Linked DNA regions of Mus musculus: region 1 is linked to region 2. A link is a contact called in public HiChIP or PLAC-seq data. All regions are on one chromosome and are shown on one strand. Each heading gives the region's core, a stretch centred on a gene start, on an enhancer-like site or on the middle of the called end of the contact. The rest is flanking DNA. Distances are from core to core; before and after follow the strand shown. Region 1 overlaps Rin3 (Ras and Rab interactor 3). Region 2 overlaps Slc24a4 (solute carrier family 24 (sodium/potassium/calcium exchanger), member 4).

Region 1 (4,856 bases), core at 1,373-3,872, 110 kb after region 2:
CCACGCCCTACGCCTGCCACCCCGGATGCTACCTCACCCACCTCCAAGGGATCCCCACGTCGCCCCCCACCTCCACCCCCGTTACCCACTGTTCCTCCTACTGGCCCTGCACGGCCTCTTGCGCCTCCTGTACCGCCTGCTGGCCCTTTGCCCAACTCCCCCCTAACGCCCACCTCTCACCTTGCACCCCATGCACCGGGCCCCCCTGGCCACTCAAACCAACCACCCATGACAGCCTGCGAGAGTCTCCCTCGCCCAGCTGTAGGCCTGGGCCCCTTTGGAGAAGAAGAGATGAAACCTGGGACAACTCCCAATCCCTTGCACCAAGCCCCTCCCCCTCCATTACCCCTGAAGAAGGCTCTTCCAGCAGCCCCTCCCAGGAGGCGCATTTCTGAGAGGGTATCTCTGGAAAGCCAGAATGTGGGGACTTCAACAGACAGGGACCACTCAGGCATTTCTAGGACAGCATCACTCAACCTTCCTCCCCAGAGCACCGTAAGTAGCCTTGGGGACAGGCCTCCAAGGACCACGGAGCAAAGCCAGGACACAGAGGCCAAAGCCAGCCATGCTGACAGCATACCAGTGCCTCCTGGGAAGGCCAAACAACCCCCAGTACCACCCCCAAGGAAGAAGCGGGTCTCCCGGCAGCTGGCCTCAACCCTTCTCAGTCCCTTGGAGAGCCCCATACAGGAGGCATCCTCTGAGAAACAGGCGACTGGTGCATCTTGGGAAGGCTTGAGTCCTGTCCGGCAAGCTGGCATGCAGCACCTCCAAGTTCAGTCCAGCAGCTGTCCCCAAAGCTCTCCAGAGTTCAAGGGTTCCCAGGCCTCACTCTCAGACAGCCTGGGGGTGCCTGCCTCGGCCGCTGACCAGGACTCCTACTCAACCAGCAGTGCAGAGGAGGAGCTGGAGTTCAGCAGCCCCAACGTGAAGAAGAAACCCTCAATGATCCTGGACAAGGCCCGCCACCGCCTCAGCTTCGTCAGCTTCGCCAGCGTCTTCCATGCCTTCCTCTCCAGCGACCGCAAACTGTATAAGAAGGTGGTGGAGCTGGCACAGGACAAGAGCTCCTACTTCGGCAGCCTGGTGCAGGACTACAAGGTGTACAGCCTGGAGATGATGGCCCGCCAGACATCCAGCACTGAGATGCTGCAGGAGATCCGTACCATGATGACCCAGCTCAAGAGCTACCTGCTACAGAGCACTGAACTCAAAGCCTTGGTGGAACCCACCCTGCACTCGGAGGAGGAACTCGGTCAGTGGCAGCTGGGAGGGCGGGCGGGCGGGAGAGCGGTGCATAAATACACTCAGGCGCCCCTGGACACAGAACAGCCTCTGGGGCCCCTTTGCCTTATGTCCTCTTTCTTCTTCCTCCCTGACTTTCCCACAAATCTCCTGGGCCCAAATCCCTCTCTCAGGAACCACTTCTTAGAGAGCCGATTCAAGGCAGCCAACATTCCTGACTACTGGCAAACAGCCCACCAGCCCTCCCCTCCCCCACCGGCCTCAAATCTCGGTGATGACAGGTGTTATTTTTCCCTGCAGCCACCTACACATCTGCATAAACAATGGAAAGACTCAGGCAGACCACAGTGCTGTCGCTGGGCATCATAGTACCTACCTGTAGTCCCAGCACTTGAAAAGTAGAGGCAGGAGGATCAAGGCCATTCTCAACTACACAGGGAGTTGAGAGGTCAGCCTGGGCTACCCTGTCTAGCAAAGCAAAACAACAAAACAAAACAAAAAAAAAAAACGTATTGAGAGATTTTGGAACTACCTTATAAACATTGCTGTCCTTCCAGGCACTGCCTCCTTGTGGTCCTGAACCTTTCCTCCTCTCCTCCTCCTCCTTCTCCTCTTCCCAGTAATTAAGAGCATCAGTTCTGGACTCAAAAAGGATGCTTTGAGTCACTACAAGATAATGTCTCATAATGAGAGGTCCTAGGAAAAAAGAATGTTAAGTATTGCCTTCCCTGAGGGAAATGATCTTGGATGGATGGATGATTGGGTGGGTGGGTGGATGGATGGGTGGGTGGCAGGCAGGCAGGCAGGCAGGCAGGATGGATGGATGGATGGATGGATGGATGGATGGATGGATGGATGGATCCTGAGAACCGATATAGTTGACAGGCCACCGTATTAGGGTCCAGTAGTAAGGTGGTGAGTGATGTGTTGAGGTTTAAGGCTGGCAGTTGCCTCTTCAGGAGGCTATACCTATGTGTGTACCTCACCAGGGATAGAGGGCTCACCTGGGCAGGATGCTCTGGGTGTTGCATTCGAAAGCCACCTGACTTTATCCACTAACAGCTACCATGTCCCAGAGACCCAAGCATTTGCTCTACAGAGCTTCTCTGTGGAGGAAATGAGTTATATAAATATATATCTATAGTGCTGTCAGAGCACTATGCCTCCACCTGTTGTACTGAGAAACAAAAAAACCATGGCAGCAAGCCAGCTAATCATATGGCCCTCCTGCCCTCAGGAAGCTCTTATTCTGACAAATGACAGGTAATCTGTAAGAAAGCCAGGAAGCCATAAAGGAAGATGACATAAGTGTAAAGTAGGCAGGAAGTGAGGTTTGGTGGCCTGGGGAGAGGTAGGTCACAGCATCACAAACCCTGAGATTTAGCATTTCTGCAAAGGACCTTGCTGTGGCAAGTTCAAAGCAGGAATGCCAGGGCCTCACGTGTGCTCAGCACGGCTCTGGTCCTTGAGCTGAGTAGGAGCAGAGAGACTAGAGGCAAGAAGAGCTACACTCATGACAAGATACACTGGGGGCAAGTAGGTTGGGCAGGAGACAGCACAATGAGACACCGGGCACAGATCTAGTCCATGGAAGTGGGCAAAGACGCAGCTGACTTCATATGGCTCTGGATAGCTAAGAGCCAGTATAAGCATTACTGGGAGCTCATAGCTACAAGCCGGAAGGCCCAAACCAGGAGAAAAGCCCAGGGTTTCTATGTCATAAAGATAGTCTCCTATCTCACTGGACATCCAGGAGATGGAATGGAAGCTGCTGAGAATGAGGGCTGAAGACAGATGTCTGGAACCCAGAAACACACATGCAGCCATGAGACTAAAGTAGATGTGCCCAGGGAAGATCTCAGGCAGCATGCAGGTTGGGAGGCCATGAACAGGCATAGAAGAACATGGAAGGACGTGGACATCTCACTGCAGCCCAGAAGAAGCTATGGTTGGTCATGTGTGCCTGAACAGAGGAGGAGAAGACCCATAGCCTAAGCACAAGTTGGAGGGTGGGGTCTTCTTCCAGGCAGAGGTGATGCCACAGAGACAGGCAGAGAGGTGGGAGATGAGGCAGGAGGAGTAGTAGGCCTCTCATACCAGGCTGTGAACCTCGAGCTGTGGATTTGGCCTCGAGGGGATGGATCCCAGAGGGCATGAGGAGAGTTATGAAGAGGGATGGTGATCCAGAGCCATCCAGTAATGGCTCAGGGCAGGGCCAGTTGTATTAGTTACCAGTCTGCTGCTGTAACAAAATACCTAACAAAAGCAGCGTGGGAAGAAAAAGGGTTACTTTGTTTCAAGTTTGAGGATACAGTCGCTGTGAGGGGGAAGGTAGGGCCCAAAGCAGGAGCATGAGGCAGCTGCAGTCACAGTCAGGAAGCATAGATGAATGCTGGTGTTCAGTTCCTTTGTTCCTTGTTCAATCTAGGTAGGACCCAAGGCCACAATGGAATCATGCTGCTCACATTTAGGGTGGGTCTTCCACCTGCATTAACCTAATCTTGAAATTTCCCTTCAGACACGCCCACAGATTGTCCCCAAAGGGCTTCTAGATCCAATGAGGTTGACACTCAATATGAACTGTCACCAGTATAAGGCGATCCTGGGCAAAGCAAAGGAAGTCTGAACTTGACTTGTCAGAAACAGTGGGATGACAGCTGTCCCTGGGTGGCCAGCTGCCAGGACAGATTCTCCACAATGTTGGGTGAGAGACAGGCAATTTGTGCTCTCCTGGTAAAAGGGCAGAAGCAGGCACAAGACTAGCTTCCAGCCAAGCCTCTGTGAGAGAGAAAAGCCATCCAGCCTCCCTCCTAGAGTGACGGGACTTCAGGCTTCCTCTTGGAAGGGTCAGTAGTCAAGGGATGAGGCCATTCCAGAGGGTCACCCAGAGCAGCAGCCATGAGTCAAAGCCTTGCTTAGCCTCCAGAGACCCCATCAGGGCCCAACTTGTCTATTGTTTCTTTTGGGTTGTTTGGTTTGGTTTGGTTGGTTGGTTGGTTGGTTGGTTGGTTTTTTGAGACTGGGTTTCTCTGTATAGCCCTGGCTGTCCTGGAACTCACTCTGTAGACCAGGCTGGCCTCAAACTCAGAAATCCACCTGCCTCTGCCTCCCGAGTGCTGGGATTAAAGGTATGTGCCACCACTGCCCAGCAACTTGTCTATTATTAGAGGGGCATTGTGGCATCCATGTTACAGAGTTATCATGATATCCAAGCTCCATCCCACAGTTTGAGCAGGACTGCACTTGACTCCGGTAATAGCTGCATAGTTAAGGGCAAGCTGTGTGGATGGCTGTGCAGCATGGGGAGTTTGAAATGCAAAAGTCTAGGGGTAAAGGCAGGCCTGGCAGGCTGAAGGAGCAGTGCAGTCAAGGAATGCATGTATCGGTGACAATGTAAACAAATCATGTGGATTTTGAGAAGTGCAACAGGCATTAAGATTAATTCTGCCCTTAGGACACAGCTGCCCAGATTGCACACTGCATAACCGCAGTATGTCTAGTGCCTTCTGAAATGTGTGTTTATAGGCAAGCTCTGATCCCAGCCCTGGGAAGAGCACTACATTGGAGAGACCAGGATAGTGGGTATCACAGGTTCTGGTGCCAGTGCACCT
Region 2 (4,831 bases), core at 1,482-3,981:
TACACCCCCAAAACAAGATCAAGGATTCTCAGACATTTTCAAATGTGGTTCCCAGCCCAGCAGCTTGAGGGCACTAAACCTGAATGCAAGCCTCACGTTGGGAGTGAGACCCTGTAACGTGGTGCTAATAAGGATCGTCTGTGTTCTCGAGGTTGAGACCCACCTGTAGATGAAATGTGTTAATAGCAATTGTCAATGGCTCTTTAAAATTGGTAGTTAACTGTTCTTTTCACTTAATTTTATTAAAAAAAAAGTTTAATGCAGGACTGGAGAGAGAGCTCAGTGGATGAGAACACTGGCTGTTCTTCCCAAAGACCCAGGTTCAGTTGCCATCACCCACACGGCAGCTCACGAGCATCTGTGACTCCAGATCTAGGATATGTGATGCTTCTGGCCTCCTTGGGTTCTCCATGAATGTGGTTCACAGACATACATGCATGCAAAACTCTCATACGCATTTAATTAATTAGTTAATTAATTAAATGAAATAAACAATTTTAAAGAAAGTGTTAAAGCAATAAGCAGATACTGTGTGGTGGAGCCAGGGCCATACAGAAGATTTCCTTGCTGAGGGGATTGCACACACCTTTAATCCCAGCACTGGGGAGGAAGAGACAGGAGTGTCTCTATGAGTTTGAGGCCGACCTGGTCTAGAAAGCTCTAGGCTAGCCAAGACTACATAGTAAAACCCTGTCTCAAAACAAAACAAAATAAAACAAAAAACTCAAAAACCAAAAACAAACAAACAAACAAACAAAACCTATAGTTTTTCTTAAGGGGCTGAGGCTGTGGCTCAGCTGACATGCATAAAGGCCTGGCTTCAGTCCTCAGTACCACATGAACCAGGTGTGGTGCTGCATGCCTGTAATCCCATCATTTAAGAGGTGGATGGAAGCAGGAAGACTCAGAGTTCAAGGTCACCTTTGGCTCCATTGCCAAGTTCAAGGCCAGCCTGGACTATATAGGACCCACCTCAAAAAAAAAAAAAAAAGTCTTCAAAAATAAACTGTAAAAATAGCACACAGGGTAGGGAGTGTCCAGGGCCGTTACATTCTAAGTTGGCCCTGATCCCTGACCCTGGCCTCTTCTGCAGGTGACTATTATTGGATACACACTTGGGATCCCCGATGTCATCATGGGCATCACCTTCCTGGCGGCAGGCACAAGTGTTCCAGACTGCATGGCAAGCTTAATTGTGGCAAGACAAGGTATGGATTAAGCCTCAGCCCCCATCCCCCGCTGGCAAGTTCCCTGTCTCCTTCCCTGTTCCTGGAGAGACATGGACAAATATCTATCCACCCCATACAGGGCGCTGATGACAGACCAAAGAAATTCCATCCAACTCTAGCTTGGGGAACCAGGGAGTTTACTGGCTTTACTTCCAGCATGGGGGAGGGGGGGTGTGGAGGAGCCACTTACAGGAATATGGGTAACCCCCAAACCTCCCTGCATTGCTATGAGTCCCACCCCACCATGGACGATGACCTTGTGAGAGCTGCATCAAGAAGCCCACCCACAACTCCCTCCTGCATCCTAGCTGCACAGGCCCTGGTGGGCAAGAGGATGCTAGAGCCAATAGGCTTTTGTGCTACTTGGAGGCAGGAGGGAGTAGTAGGTAGACTCTCAGGTAAAGGTCTGATGATCTTCATCCCTCTCCTGCTTGAGAAGTCAATAGTCTCCCCACTCCACCCCCACCCCCTTCACCACAGGCCCCTCTGTCAATGTACTGCACTCATTTCGTCGCCATGACTACAGGGCTGAGGTTATCTCTGCTCCTTGATGGATATGGGATGGTCTTGGTATGCCCAGAAGAAAAAGCTATACTCTGACAAATACTGAGATGGACTCCCTTAGATCTTTCAAAGTGCTTTCCTATGTGGTTGTTTTAAAGGAGACATGTCCTGAGGTTACAGTGTGGGACGGGACAGAGCCTCCACCTAGAAGTCATACAGCAAATGACTGATTATATGCTTTAGTTACTTTTGTTCTGCTGCGACCAAATTACTCCACAATACATAAAAGAAGACAGCTTTATCTTTGCTCGTGGTTTCCAGAGAGCTCAGCCCATCACAGCAGAAACTGCAGGGCACACAATGTGGCATTGGGCATGGGTGGTAATGAGTATCCACATGGCGGTGGATCGGGAACCAGAGGCTGGAAGTGGTGACCCAGTGTCAAAACTTAGGTTCCACTTCCCAGCGGCTCCACAATGCATCTAAGGAACAGGTTCCTCCATCTGAGGAACAAGTGCTCAGAACATGAGGCTGATGGAAACATTGTAGGTCCAAGCCATAACATATGAGAGCCATGTCTGACTCAGGCAGGCATCGTAGGACTCCCAGACACTGGCTCTGTCTGTTCTCCTGAATTCTAGAAGATGTGAAGTGTTTTGCTTTGCGTATGGGCTTTCTTTGGGGTTTAGGAAGTGACCCAGGTGGAACAAGATGGAGGCTGGAGAGGGCAGTGCCAGGGAGAAGAGTTGGCTCTGCAAATTAAGGCACATTTCTCCAAGAGATTCAAAGGCTGAGAAGACCTGAAGAGAAGGCAGTGTGAGAGCATGTAGGGAGAGTAGGTAGGCAAGTGCCTGACAGAATTAGAGGTCACTGGAAGCAGCAGCTGAGGGGAATGGAATTTACTTGGGTGACCTTTGCCCTTTCCAGGACAGCTCCACACAATTGAACTTACCTTACCGGAAGTTTGACGCCAGGGCCCCAGGGCCTGTGGGGCCTATGCACTCTTCACATTCCTACTCGATTCCGTGTGAACCACACCTCTCTGACTCGCTTGGCCTGTAGCTGTGTCCCGCTGTGGGCTCTGTTTCTGCTGTTATGGGCTGTGTGTCCCTCTGTGTATCTGCAGCCACATTTCCTGCTTACAAGAACAGCTGGATTAGAGCCCACTTACTTCAGTATAACTTTATTTATTGGCATCTGTAAAAATTCTAAACCCAGTCACAGCCAGAGGATCTGGGAGGTCATGAATTAGAGGCAGGGTAGGGACAGCTCCTTGCACAATACATCGAGTGAGAAGAAAACTGAGGGTCACGGGGGCCTCTCAGACATTCAGTCACATGAGCCTAGGGGAAGTCAGTCTCACATAGTCCACAGCACAAAGGTAACAAAGTCTCCCCTGAGTGGAGCTAAGGGAAGACAAGGCAAAAGGATGTTTTCCTTAGACACAAGCAGGAAGTATTGCAATTCTAGACGCCTCAAGGTCCCAATGGGCTCAATGAAGGGTCTCATTTAGGAACAGGGATAAGCAGGGTTCTATAGCAGGAAACTGTTGCACAGTAGCTACAGTGGAAGAAATGTGTGTGAGGCTGAGGCTTGGGGTGCCAAGCTGTCCTAAGTTAATAGTGATGTGATCGACAGAACCCAGTCCACATGGTCAGAGTAGAAGGGTCTCTATGACAAAGGGTTCGGAGCCCCATTCAGAGTCAACTGTGTGAAGCAGGGAATCACAAAGGTGCTCTGACAGGAGCATCTGCACCAACCTCCATAGGGCTCCCTACAGGCAAAGCCTGGCAGGTATTGACTGGGGCACCCCCAATGACATATCCAAACCCGCAGATCCTACACAGCCATGCTCAGTCAGCACCTGCTTCTTACAGAAACCCCAGGTGACATGTGCACTCCTTAAGGTGTGACTCACACTTTCCAAGGCTCCTCAAAGAGTTACTTATCTTCCCGGCTACCTGTGCAGCTCTGACAGTTGCCCTGAGAAGCACTCAACCCCTCCTCTCCAAATTCCAACATCTTTAGCCTATCCTCACCAGGTACAAGGAGTTGGTCCCAAGCACATTCCTTCATGGGACCTGAGGCTGGGAGCCTGCTAGACCAGAGTCCAGACCTCAGAGCCCTAAGCTGCCAAGATTCTAAAATTTTTCACACCAGGAAGGAAGAGGCATGCACTGGGGTTGGGGGTCATCAGAGAACAGCAATGAGAACACAGGAGGGGAGGTCTGGCTCACAGGAGGATGGTGAAGATACAGGTCTGGATGCTGAATGGGCTTCTGATGAGTGTCACAGCTACCTAAGTGATGTTATGTTTGTAGACACTTGTGTTCCAAGGTTGGGCCTTCTGCTCACATTTGTGGGTGCCAGGTTACAACATCAGAGTTCTGCCAACTCTTTTCTTAAAGTTGTTCTAGTTCTTCAAGAGAGGAAGTGCCTTGGCTGTGTGATCAACAAGGTCTTGGACAGTGGGGCAAGAAGGGGATTGAACAATAGCCTCTGTCTGGAAAGAGAAAGGTCATCATTCCAAAACCACCAGAATGTAAGATCTGATGCTCTGTGGACCCAGAGAAGGACATGGATACCACTGTCCAGGCACAGATACAAATCATGGCTTGGTAGAAAGGATGTGGGCCCAGCATCCTGAGGCTGAGCCTCTAGCAAAGGGTTAGGCCTTGGTCACCTGCCACATGAGAGTGGTGGTCCCACCCAAACCCAGCAAAGCTGAGAGAACTAAAGGGAGCAGAGCCTGCGGTAGGCCCTTGAGCACGGCAGCTGTCAAGTCGGACAGGAGAATAACGGAGGAGCCTGTGTTCATTTGCTAAAGCCAATGTTGGCAGGGGGACTTAAACAGTATTTACACCTCACATTCCTGAAGGCTGTAAAATGAAGGTCAGGATGTGGGCAGGGCTGGCACCTTCTGGCAGCTATGAGCCTTTTCCTCTCCCAACTCTATTTGGCCACCTTTGTGCTTGCATGGTTTTCTCCTATGTACTGTTGATATCTGGATTTCTCTTTTCCCTAGGACTCTAGGACCAGGACTCAGCCTAATGCCTTCATCATAGCCCATTGCCTCTAAATAAGGCCACATCTGAAGT

The links. HiChIP or PLAC-seq counts read pairs in DNA pulled down with a chosen protein or histone mark.
Region 1: a contact with region 2 is called in an H3K27ac HiChIP or PLAC-seq map of trophoblast stem cells, with 16 read pairs. The contact joins two enhancer-like sites. A contact is called at or near these places in 1 of 39 promoter capture datasets (hippocampal neurons), 33 of 484 Hi-C or Micro-C datasets (CD4 T cells, the G1E-ER4 cell line, Th1 cells and 20 more), 5 of 115 datasets of contacts at active chromatin or transcription factors (astrocytes, embryonic stem cells, fibro-adipogenic progenitors and 2 more) and 1 of 9 other capture datasets (embryonic stem cells).

The regions. Positions count from the first base shown.
Region 1 is chr12:102,368,594-102,373,449 of GRCm38.p6, forward strand. Rin3 (Ras and Rab interactor 3) reads left to right here. Exons shown (of 10, transcript NM_177620.4): 6 at 1-1,255. Among named protein-coding and RNA genes, the nearest start is that of Lgmn, 69 kb to the right of the region's middle. Within about 2 kb of position 2,623, at least 31 of the 459 cell types and tissues checked have an H3K27ac peak or open chromatin away from gene starts, as enhancers often do. A contact at or near this core is called in trophoblast stem cells, where this site is marked.
Region 2 is chr12:102,259,285-102,264,115 of GRCm38.p6, forward strand. Slc24a4 (solute carrier family 24 (sodium/potassium/calcium exchanger), member 4) reads left to right here. Exons shown (of 17, transcript NM_001362345.1): 14 at 1,094-1,208. Among named protein-coding and RNA genes, the nearest start is that of Gm25203, 8.0 kb to the left of the region's middle. Within about 2 kb of position 2,732, at least 66 of the 459 cell types and tissues checked have an H3K27ac peak or open chromatin away from gene starts, as enhancers often do. A contact at or near this core is called in trophoblast stem cells, where this site is marked.